2 separate regions of the Hordeum vulgare genome follow, and region 1 is linked to region 2. A link is a contact called in public Hi-C data. All regions are on one chromosome and are shown on one strand. Each heading gives the region's core, a stretch centred on a gene start, on an enhancer-like site or on the middle of the called end of the contact. The rest is flanking DNA. Distances are from core to core; before and after follow the strand shown. Region 1 holds the start of LOC123411518 (MLO-like protein 13). Region 2 has its middle 190 kb from the start of LOC123410627.

Evidence for each region. Hi-C and Micro-C count contacts between places; a contact is called where the count stands out from the background.
Region 1: a Hi-C map of leaf shows a contact between it and region 2, with 5 times the contacts expected there. The contact joins the promoter of LOC123411518 here to the enhancer-like site in region 2. A contact is called at or near these places in 3 of 6 Hi-C or Micro-C datasets (leaf and seedling).

The regions. Positions count from the first base shown.
Region 1 is chr7H:533,855,841-533,861,695 of MorexV3_pseudomolecules_assembly, forward strand. It overlaps LOC123411518 (MLO-like protein 13), which reads right to left and starts at 4,288. Exons shown (of 14, transcript XM_045104482.1): 1 at 3,849-4,288; 2 at 3,461-3,518; 3 at 3,035-3,192; 4 at 2,651-2,767; 5 at 2,522-2,576; 6 at 746-873. The coding sequence starts at 3,959.
Region 2 is chr7H:533,133,032-533,138,794 of MorexV3_pseudomolecules_assembly, forward strand. No RefSeq gene overlaps it. Among protein-coding and RNA genes, the nearest start is that of LOC123410627, 190 kb to the left of the region's middle. Within about 2 kb of position 3,675, at least 1 of the 3 cell types and tissues checked has open chromatin away from gene starts, as enhancers often do. A contact at or near this core is called in leaf, where this site is marked.

The sequences.
Region 1 (5,855 bases), core at 3,038-5,537, 720 kb after region 2:
GGTTTGTTCCTTCAAGAGATCAAGTTGCAGACGGCTTCACAAAGGCCCTAGCTACAAGACCATTTGAGGAATTTAAGCGTAATCTAAACTTGAGAAGCTTAGATTAAGAGAGGGTGTTAGACATGAGATATTGTAGGGATAGATATTGTGTGTTGTAACTTCTTTATGTTTAACTTTCTATCCCTATCTCTCTCATGTATATCTCTAGTTGGTTATTCTCCCAACCGATCACCAGTCAATATATAACCTTCGGCCCTCCTATTGGAGAGGCAAGGCGCATCATATCTTTCTACAATGTAAATATGACATTGTGATTTCCTATTACTTTCATCCAGTGTCAGTTAATAAAAGTTGACAGTTCTGTCTAATTCCATGTTTTTAAGGCATCTATAAGCAGGCGTCTCTTAGGCAGTAAGGTGCCCTGGCAGCTCCCTAGCATTTTGTCTGCCTTAGGCGCTTATGTGTCGCTTAGGCGGTAAGGTGGGGTAGATTGCCTAATGAAGCCTTACCGCCTTAAAAACCTTGGTCAGATTTACTTTTGCATGTTACACAAATGAGAAGCAGTGAACGCATGCAATTTAATCGAGGCTACTGCATGCAATGTGATAAACATGTCTACCATAGTGAACCCTTATGTTACATATAGATAATGATTTGGATAAATGCATGCACGCAATCGAGGATGCAGATAGACCGTTCTAGATAACTGAATGGAGCAATATAACAGGACGGGCAGACGACTTACAATCCAGCTCACAACAGCCAGCTGCTTCCAAAACCCCCTTGTTCGCTCACTGACCAATTCACCCTGATTACGGCGTAGCAAAACATGCATTGGTGTAGCGTTTCCTACAATATCTGTTTGTACTTCAACTGTTTCTCCAGAAAGAAAACAGAACATTGAGCAAGAAATCTTTAACAACTATTATGTAAAATGCAAACAGTCCCTTTACAGCATAAATGAAGGGAAAAGGGGCCAATTACAGGCAGAATAAGATTATAACGCGTCGGCACCATTAGGAGCCAGTGCAAATTAGGAGACTCGGTTTCCATTCCTATGCATGGTGGTAGCTACGCAGTACGCATGCATGGTGGCAGCTATACACCCTTTGGCATAAGTGACTTCTTTATATATATGACCTGTCGAGTTTCTTATGGCATTGGCACAAGTGCATTTTTGTTGTATAGAAATGACCTTTTCTCACTTCTCTTTGTCTTTTTTATTACCTTTTTGACACAAGTGCATTTTCCCGGTAACCGAGTTGACTTCCCCTGGCATCACACTCCTCTTCAATGCTGGTTCTTACGAAAAGAAAGCAAGAAGCATGGGTTGGGTAGAAAGAGCCTTTTCTCACTTCGCTCAGTCTTTTAGCTTGCCTTTTTGGCATAATTGCTTGTTTGCTTACCTGACTGGTCCAAAGTCACGATATATTCATTATAGAATTATTTTTCATCGTCCAAAATAATTTACCAAAATAAATAGAGATAAAAATTGAGGCCGTGTGTAGCTACCACCATGGATGGCAATTTATTTCCGAATCGCATAATTGTTGCAGAATTTGACCAATGGCCAGGATGTGGACACATGGGGCATATCTAGTAGAGCCAAAGGGTGCGCAGAACACCTGAGCAACCCCATACGACAGATTTATTTTCAGGGATAAATTATGTATAGGTATATGGGCATATGGCCCCAATATGTTATAATATTAAGGACCTAAATAATTTTGATGCTTCCTATTCAACATTATAAGTTATGGAATTTGCCTCTAAATTTGGTATTGCTCTGACCGGTACAGAGGGCAAGTGTTTACAAATATTTTCTGCATTTTTTTTTAATCTTGTGAAAACAAAGTTACAAAATAAGTACCGACATTCGACAATCAACTCTTGCATGAGCAAGAGGTTTACAAATTTTCAATAAATTATGTATCTGGACAGGACAACTTCTGACTGTAGCTGCACACACCCATTCAAAATTTTCTAGTACAAGACAACTGAACCTGCAGAACAATAATTCAAGACAACTTGAAAAAGTGTTTGATTTGATGCAAATAATGTACTCCCTCCGTCCCAAAATATGTGACTCAAAATAACTCAGTTTTGTACTAACTTTAGTATAAAGTAGAGTCACTTTTGAGTCACTTATTTTGGGACGGAGGGAGTACCAAATATCAGCCTTCCAATGCTAATTTAATTTTAACATTACTTGAAGCTCAGAAAGATCACAGGCAAGAACCAGTACGAACAGCTTGAATAACTGCGTAGTAGCACGAGAATGCTGGGGTCGGGGTGGGGGTGGTGCTAAAATAACACGGGTCTAAAGAATATAATTGCACTTCTAAATTAACAGTGCATATGGATAACAGTCACGAATCATGACCGACTCTCTCTTTACTATGTCATATTTCTTCATTATATGTCCTGTATATAACTAAATTATATAATGTCACTTAGGAAGCCCGCATCAAGTACTTACTAAATCAATCAAGGAAACAAAAAAGATAGGGTAATAACGCACATTTCTGCTGTATATCTCGGTGAATTCCAGTCTCCCAATGCTTCCATCTTCTTATCTAGAAAATTTTAAATGGAGTAAGTTTGTCGTCCACAAACATGGTCATACCAAATTTTATATTTGAAGATGTACCTTCGCTCCACCAAGAAATATTGTTGTAGCGCAGAAAACCACATGGACCAATCCAAGTACAAATATGAATATGTGCAGCTGATGCAATGCCTCCAGTGATAGAAACGGGACATCACCCTGAAACAGAGCAAGCCTATCTTTATAATGATCATTCTAGGATGCATTTCTGCATAACACGCTTCAACTGCTTCCTTTTTAAGGAATGTCACTTTATATTGCTTCCTGTGACAGATAAATAACAGAAGGCGTTTCTACCCAATATAGAAGGACTGTATCTCATAAAATAAGTGGCCAACAATAAGACATCCAGTTCGAAGATACAATCAGGTTTCAGTTCCAGGAAAATGATGGCTCAACATCTTTGCGAATATGGTACTTCCTAACCTTTTTGTTGCAAACTATGGCACCTTCTTCTACAACTTTGTGATTCTCTCTCTTGCATGGAAGCATGAAATGTGTAGCGGTTTCCGGAATGCAAATGTGAACAATAAAACCCTGTGAGAGACTCAGGATGAAGGAAATGAATCCAAGAAGCATTAACTCTGCATAGGTAGCCATTGAACTAGATAAGACACAGAAGAACAACAAGAAGAAGAAATCAATATCATATAGTAAGATTGTTTGAAAAAAAATATCATATAGTAAGTGAGCAAAACATATCATATAGTAAGTGAGCAAAATATTTGCCAGAACTTTAAGCATGTAGTTAGCTTAAAGTTACTAATAATGAATGAAGCTGAATGGTCCGACTCATAGGGCATGCTGATATGCCAATTGACAAGTTCACACAACAATATTCCTGAACGTTACCTTCTTTTAGTCTCTGTAGAGCTGAATACAATGTTTTCTGCTGCTTATGTTTTAATGCCTGCACGGTTGTATAAGAAAGCATAAGTTGGGGAAATCCATGGCATCTCTTCGCATTGTTGACTACTGACTTCAAAAATAAGTCAAGGACACAAATTTGTTGTTGAGTATTAAATCCTGTGTCAAGACCTTAACAATGGATTGCATGCTTTTTGGAATGTGCAAGATGGAAGTTTATCACTGTTATGGTTTCAATCAAATAATATAAGATGGTAGCACCCTTATAGAAGTCCTAAATAGTACTGTACAAAATAAACAGAGCAATCAAGTAAAAAAAATGAGCTAATAAGGGGGGGAAATGTCTAGGGAGGGTCGGAGGGGGGAGGCGTGCCTTGCCGAGGTAGTGGAGGAAGCGCTCGGCGGCGAGGGAAACGGAGACGATGACGAAGCAGACGGCGGCCACGACCCAGGTGGGCGTGTGCTCGAGGGACGCGTCGTCCATGCCTCCGCCTCGATCTTCTTCTTCTGCTGCGGCGGCGGCGGCGGCGGCTTGGCAAGCATGGCTGGGTTCGGGTAAGGTGGCGTGCGGTTAAAGGGGGTTGGGTGGGGGCAAGGCGAGCGGCGGCGGGAGCGGCAAGGAAGGAATCGGCCTGTCGCCGCGCTGCCTTGCCGACCGCGGCCACCGGCTGGATTCCATCCCCGCGCTCGTGCGCTCTAGCTAGTGGCTAGTGCTTGCTCCTCCTGGCTAGCAACAGCAAGCTGTGCGCGCGTGGGGAAGGGGACGGACAGGGAAATGGGGGATGCTTCGCTTCGGCCGCCGGTCTTCTCGTCCACTGAGGCCTTGTTCGGTTTCTCCAAAATTAAACGGATTTGAAGAGGGTTGGGAGGGATTAAATCCTTAGGCTTTGTTTGGTACCAGTGTATTTTAGGGAATTTATGGTGATTATTCCGGTCAAACCCCTCAATCCCCACACATCCCATAACACCATTTGGTTCTAGTGTATTTGACATATTTCATCCTCACATTTCCCCTCAAATCCCCAAATTATAGTGCATTTTTCTCAATACCCAATACACTACCCCTACCTAGTGTATCGGGGATAAATGGAGATTTGAAGGGATTGGGTGAAGGTTGGGGTTTCACCCAATCCCTATGGGGATTATCCCCACCAATCTCCTCCAAAACACTAGTACCAAACAAGGCCTTACAAGTTAAATTTCACCTCAATCCTTTTCAATTCTCTTCAATCCCTTTCTCGATGTGATTAACCGAACAAGCCCTGAGAGGAGCTGCCAACCGACGGACGATCCCGCTAATTCCGTCCTACTCAGAAAATTGTTTGTTCTCCAAAAAACTTAGAACTCCAAAAACTGTTCACGCTTTATAAAAATTCGGAATGTTAAAATTTTGGAATTTGTGAAAAATGTTCGTGTTTTCAAATTTTCATCCGAGTTTACGAAAATGTTTCTGCTGTGAAAAATTGTTCTCGGATGCAAAAAAAATGTTTGACTTTCAAATTTTGTGCAAAGTTTCGAAGAATACGTATGTGTTTTCAGAAAATGTTTGTGTTCTTGATTTGTTTGAAGTTTTCAAAAAACATTCCCGTCTTTCAAAATTTGTTCACAGATTTAAAAATATTCGTGTTTTCAAGAAATGCTTGATCCCATAAAAGGTCCACGTTTTAAATATTTTGTTCCCAAATTTGAAAAAAAATTGCATTTAAAAAAAATAAGTTTTAAAAGATACCGAGTTTGAAAATATAAATATAATAATTAAATCTGTTGTTGCTTATAGCTCTTATACCCACCGATTTGAGCAGCAAAGCTCATCAACTACAGTGGCTAGCAATGAACTTTCACCACCCGGAGGTCCCTGGTATGATTCCTCACACGCGCATGTTTTTTTTAAAAAATTTGCAGTGTTTGCATGCCGCGGGACTGGCCCGGTCAGGAAGGGGTGCTCCTATACGGCGCTGCAGGCGCCCATTCCCGCTCCTGGCGCCTGCAGCGCCCCATGCTGCTGGGCCAGCCCAATAACAGTTGACTTTAACAAAAAAGAAGTAAATAATTAAATAATTATTAAAGAAAATTGGTATTTTAAAAAAGTTCATAGATTTTCAAATACTTCATACAAATTTTATAAAGTCAGCCGAATTCAAAAGGTTTCACTGATTTTAAAAAATCAGTCATCGAATTTGAAAATTGTTCATAAATTTTTTAAAGTTCATCAAATTTTTAAAACGTTCACCGATTTTGAAAAAGAGTTCATAAAATTATATCAAAGTTCAGTATTCTTGAAAAAAAATAACAGGTTATGAATTTTATGCACTGATTTTGAAAAAGGTTCATCAAATTTGATAAAAGTTCATCATTTTTAGATAAAGTTCATCGAAATTGA
Region 2 (5,763 bases), core at 2,425-4,924:
GGTTTTGGACTTGATTTTGAGTGGTTTTGACACAATCGATGGTGCTGATGCAGCTCATCTCCCACGGAGGCCAAGCGGAAAGTCGGTCCGGGCGTTGCGCACATAGAGCGGTTCCCGCATGGGCGGTCGATCCTGAGCAACAGCACGACGACAAATGGCTTATCGTGGAGCATCGACGTTGGCTTAGACATCAAGCGGGAGTACTTTAGCGGCAGCCTGGTGGAGACCAAGAAGACGACGAGCGGGGAGCGTGCTGGCCACGGAGGCAAGCTAGGCGCTTCACCTAGGCGCACTGAAGCGGTCATCTATCTAGATAAAAACCACCCAAAATAAAGTTCAAAACAACCTTAGGGGGAATTGATCAGGATTTAAAGATTTAAGGGGCTGATTGATCCGGCGTTAGAGTTGAAGGGGAATTCGTCCATAGAGAGGATTTTTCGGGGAAAATGATACATTCCTCTTTCACAAAAGTAAGGAGAGGACTAGTGCAGCCCACGTCGAGAGCAGGCATCGTGTGTGCTTGTAGTTCATTATTTGGGCCCAGCTATCAGCCGCAAACCAGGGCACGGCTGCGACGCGGGGGGAATCTCCTATTTGCCACTCGCTGCAGCGAGTTGTCGGGCAAACACACAAGGGAGTGAGGCAAGGGAATTTAATAGGCTCCCCCATTAGAGCCTTTCACTGATCCTAGTTTTGGGAACCTTCTAGATGTTCCTAGCCATTTTTTCTGTTTTTAGAAACTTCTAGAAGGTTCCCTGAACCGGTTTTTCATTTTTTTCATTTTCTTTTCCTTTATTCTTTTCTGTTTCTTTTTTCTTTTGTGTTTCTGCTTCAAAAAAATGTTCTGTATTTTCAAAAAATATCTTCAAATATAAGAAATGTTTTTCTTTTTTTTAGAAAAGGTTGTAAATTTCAAATAGTTGCTGTTTTTCAAACACATTCATAATTTAAAAAAGATCGGGATTTTAAAAAAAAATCACGCTTCCAAGTTCTGTTTAGCATTTTTCAAAATTGTTGTTGGTTTCTAAATTTGTTCTCAAGATTCAAAAAATGTTTACGATTTCAAATTTATTCATGGTTTTTCAAAATAGTTCTTCGTTTCAATTATTTTCTCTAGCTAAATTTTTTATGTGCTTTCAAAAATTGTTCGTGCTTCCAAATTTTTTCAGGATTTTTTAAAATTGTTCTCGGTTTTAAAATTTGTTCTGAAGATTCAAAAAAGTTTGTTCTTTAAAAAAATCGCGCTTCCAAATGTTTTCGGCATTTTTCAAAAAATGATTCTCCAATTCAAAATTTTGTTTTCAAGATTCAAAAAATGTCCGTGCTTTAAAAATTGTTTGCGCTCGCAAGTTTGTTTAGGATTTTTCATTTTTTTTTCAAAATTGTTCTTGGTTTCAAAATTTGTTCTCAAGATTCAAAAAATCTTCGTGCTTTTAAAATTTGTTCGCGCTTTCATATTTATTCGGGTTTTTCAAAATTGTTCTCCATTTCAAAAGTTTCTTCTCAAGATTCAAAAAACGTTCATGCTTCCAAATTTGTTCACGATTGTTCAAAATTGTTCTTTGTTTCAAAATTTGTTCTCAAGTTTCAAAAAATGTTGGTGCTTTAAAATTTTGTTCACGCTTTCAATTTTTTTCTCTGCTTTAAAAATGTTCAAAATTATTCGTGCTTCCAAATTTTTTCCAGCTTTTTAGAAATTGTTCTTCATTTCAAAATTTTGTTGTCAAGATTCAAAAAATACTTGTGTTTTAAAAAACTGTTCTCGTTTCCAAATTTGTTCAGGATTTTGCAAAATTGTTCTCGGTTTCAAAATTTGTTCTCAAGATTAAAACCTGTTCGAGCTTTAGAAATTTGTTGTCGCCTTCAAATTTGTTGTCATTTTAAAAAAATGTTCAAAATTGTCCGCGCTTACAAATCTGTGCAACATTTTTCAAAATTGTTCCCCGTTTCATTTTCTTTTCTCAAGATTCAGAAAATGTCCGTATTTAAAAATTGTTCGCGCTTACAAATTTGTTCAGTATTTTAAAAAAAAATCGATTTCAAAATTTGTTCTCAAGATTTAAAAATGATTGCGCTTTAAAAAATTATTCGCGCCTTCAAATCTATTCAGGGATTTTCAAAATTCTGTTCTCAAGATTCAAAAAATGTTCGTGATTTAAAAAATTGATCGCGCTTCCAAATTCATTCAGGATTTTTTATAATTGTTCTCAAGATTCAAAAAATATCCATACTTTTAAAAATTGTTCGCGCTTTTAAATTTGTTCGGTGTTTATCAAAATTGTTCTCAGTTTAAAATTTCTGTTCTCAAGATTGGAAAAAATGTTTGTGCTTTAAATATTTTTCGTGCTTCCGAATTTTTTCACAATTTTCCAAAATTATTCTGGGTTTTAAAATTTATTCTCAAGATTCAAAAAATATTCGTGCTTTAAACATTTGTTTGAGTTTTCCTATTTGTTCTCCATTTTGAAAATATTTATGTTTTAAAAAATGATGGAAAATTCAACATTTGTTAATTTTCATAAAAAATGCAAAAAAGGGAAAAAAGGAAAAAAAAGGAACAAAAAATAAAAAAAGAAAGAAAATAAGCAGAAAAGGGAAAAAAGAAACAGAAAAAAAAGTTAAAAAAAGAACTGGGCTTGCCCAGTCAGGGGGCCTCTACCAGAGATCGGTACATCATCGGCGGCGTCATGTGAGGCGGTCCACGGCGACGGCTTTGGTACGACCGAACTTGCCCCTCAGTTAATAATCCTAGTATGTGTCACGATCATCGAACTATTCCCATTCTTATCTGATCAATCCGATCACCAGTGCCTTCCTCAGTCCTCACTCCTGACTTCGATTTTCCTCTTTGAGGATCTCACTTCGAATTCTCGACCTCTCCACGTCTATTTACAGATGAATTCACCGGCATTTAAACCCCCGAAACAATCTTTCGCAGAAATTCCACACCCCACTCTGAATTAATGTCCCTGCATCAGAAAAGATTCAGAACTTGGCGAGCAGTTACCTGACCGTCCCAAATGAAACGGCAGCCTGCATGATCCTGCGCACAGAGCACCTGCCTTGCAGGCCGTTCTGTCTCCTTGCGCGCGACCCTATTCTCAACACGGCATGCTGTACTCCAAGCCTGGGCCGCGAGGGACGAGCGAGAGAAAGGGAAATAATTCAGGTCCGGCGTGCGGCACCTTTACTGTCTTTGTTCTTGCACCGGTTTGGTTTCGACCGGCCGCAGTCAAAAGCGATCTTGGACCAATGCACATGAGGCATCCAGCTCCAGGCAGAATTGAACTAGGTTGTTCCACCTTCCATGGTAGTTGCACCTTGCACGCGGCCATTTACTCCACACCCCGTAGGCGGCAAGTTCATGCTTTCTCACCCCTTGCATAGTGCTTTGGGCATCAGGCGACTGTGGTTGCTCGTAGCTTCAGTTTCAGGCATCTGTGATTTTACCACTTTGTTAGTTCAGGGTCTGCGTAGTCAAAGAGGACCATATGAACTTATTAGGGTCAAAGCAAGCTCGCTTTGAATGCATCTCGCCCGCCCTTCCCTTCGGGCAACTGTTTTTTTTTTAGAACTTTGGGCAAAAGTTTCTGGCATCCCACCCGCTGTCCCTTTCAGAAAACGATTGTGGCTGGGACATGAGCCTCAGGATCAGCTGTGACATGTCCACATGAAAAACCCTTTGCTATTGGGCTTATTAGGGATCTAAATGTCGAAAGTTTGGACCAAGCAAATACTGCAGAAGGCCTGTGACACCGTTTGCTTGAAAAGGTGCCTGTCTTAAGTACTGCCTGTGACTGTCTATTTGATTGTAAAGTAGCCGTATCTATGTCGTAAAGTTGGCTAGTGGGTTAGTGGATGGGTTAGACGAATATTAATGCACACTCTTACGGTCTTAACCCTGCAAAGATATATTCCGGTGACATGATCTTATTTTCTGTAGTAACTAGATATTTTCTAACAGGGCTAGGAAAATTATGATTTATACGATCGACTAGAATTGTTTTGCCTTCTTCCAAACTTTCTGAAAATGCACTATCGGGTCTGTACTTCGATTCAGTCAGGGAAATTATATCCAAAAGGAAGTGCTCGAGCTTAGCTATCAGGGAAATTTTAGGACGAAAGGGACTTCCCTCTACTGATTATTTTGCTTGTTGATATCCATATATATATGTTAGTTCAAACCACATTTTCACGAGATATCTTGCACTAGCAATGCAACTAGCACTTCTGCATCCTTATCCATATATATATGTTAGTTCAAACCACTTTTCATGACCTTTTTTTAATATATTAATCTTTAATGTTTCTTAATAGAAAGTGTTAACCCAATTATATCCTACATTGTAGACTTCTACTGACCAAGTGGATACCTCCTTTACATTGATCGTGAATTCGTGATAATGATTATGAAAGCTTGCAAACTCGAAGTATCTCCGTGCAGATATTTTTGTGCAATACCTCATAATCTCCTCCTGGCATCTGTATCCTCCATGAGAAACTTATCCTGAGCATAATATGTGTGCTATTATACTATATGTAGTCCGGATTGTTTCGAGTTTCCTCAGCCATGAAGTGACCCAGACCGGATCATTCTATTCCACTTGACTTAACAATTTGAATGTAGGGATCATTATAATACACTACGTGGTGCTTCCCATTTATTTAGCAAAAAGAACCACACTTTAGGTGCAGAGTTCGGTATCTATTAGTTGACCAAAACCTGTCTTTGATACCATCCATGTCTTTTTGGTTGCGATTTTATGATTATACAAGGCACCCTAATCGCAAGATGCCTTCTAATAATATCCATAGATGGTGAGCACCACATCCTTCCAGGATGTTGTTAGTGCTAATGGTCTCCATCTTTTCCTCTTCTCCCACTAAGCACACAAAGGTTGATATATAATTGTCACCATCAGCTTGATCCAGAGCATCTTGAGACTGATCTTGCTTTGTTGGACTCTACCTTGGTCCATTGAGTTAATAATAATAGTCATCAAAAGTCCAAAACCCTTTCTGCAAAATCTTATTCCCACAAGAGAGCATCAGCAACGGGTAAAGTAAGATTTAAAGTACAGGAGTGATCGGTTTCTCTACTATGACCGAGGACCGAGAAGATTAACTAATTGTTAAAAGTAGACGGGGATAAGGGAATCTCTGTAAGTTGCCAATTATAAAATAAACCACTTCGTTGATGAGCTCGCATTGTCCGCCTTAGGCCATTCATAGAATCATAGCACATAAAGAGTAATATGTTACGTGAGCAATTGATTAGTGGTAGGAGGATGGACAAGTGAAAGATAAACTAAAGCCTATAGTCAAGGGAGTTCAATGTATGTAGATCCTGCACATTGCCTGTGGCGTGCTGGAGGGGAGGATATATGTTCTACCGCTGGACATTTTCCAATGCTTTTTTGCTCTTTTGCTGGGACCATGCTCATGAGCAATTTTTTAGGATGTGGCTGTAGATGCTCTCACATTGTATTATCTTGGACAGGGATCCAGTGACTCGCCCGTGGCTAGTCATGTCATAACTGACAAGAAGCCAGCCGTTAGATGAAGGATGGACATACCAGATCAAATCCTGTAGTGAAAGTATTGTAGGTGGCACTGTGTGCGGATCACTGTATCGAAATACTGTGGACGGCCGAACACTGTATCTCAGACACTGTCCACGCAGATCTGTCCATAAATTTTTGATCGGACCGTGTGAAGAAGGGGGCAAGTCACCGTACTGTTCACATGTCCATTTTATCCAAA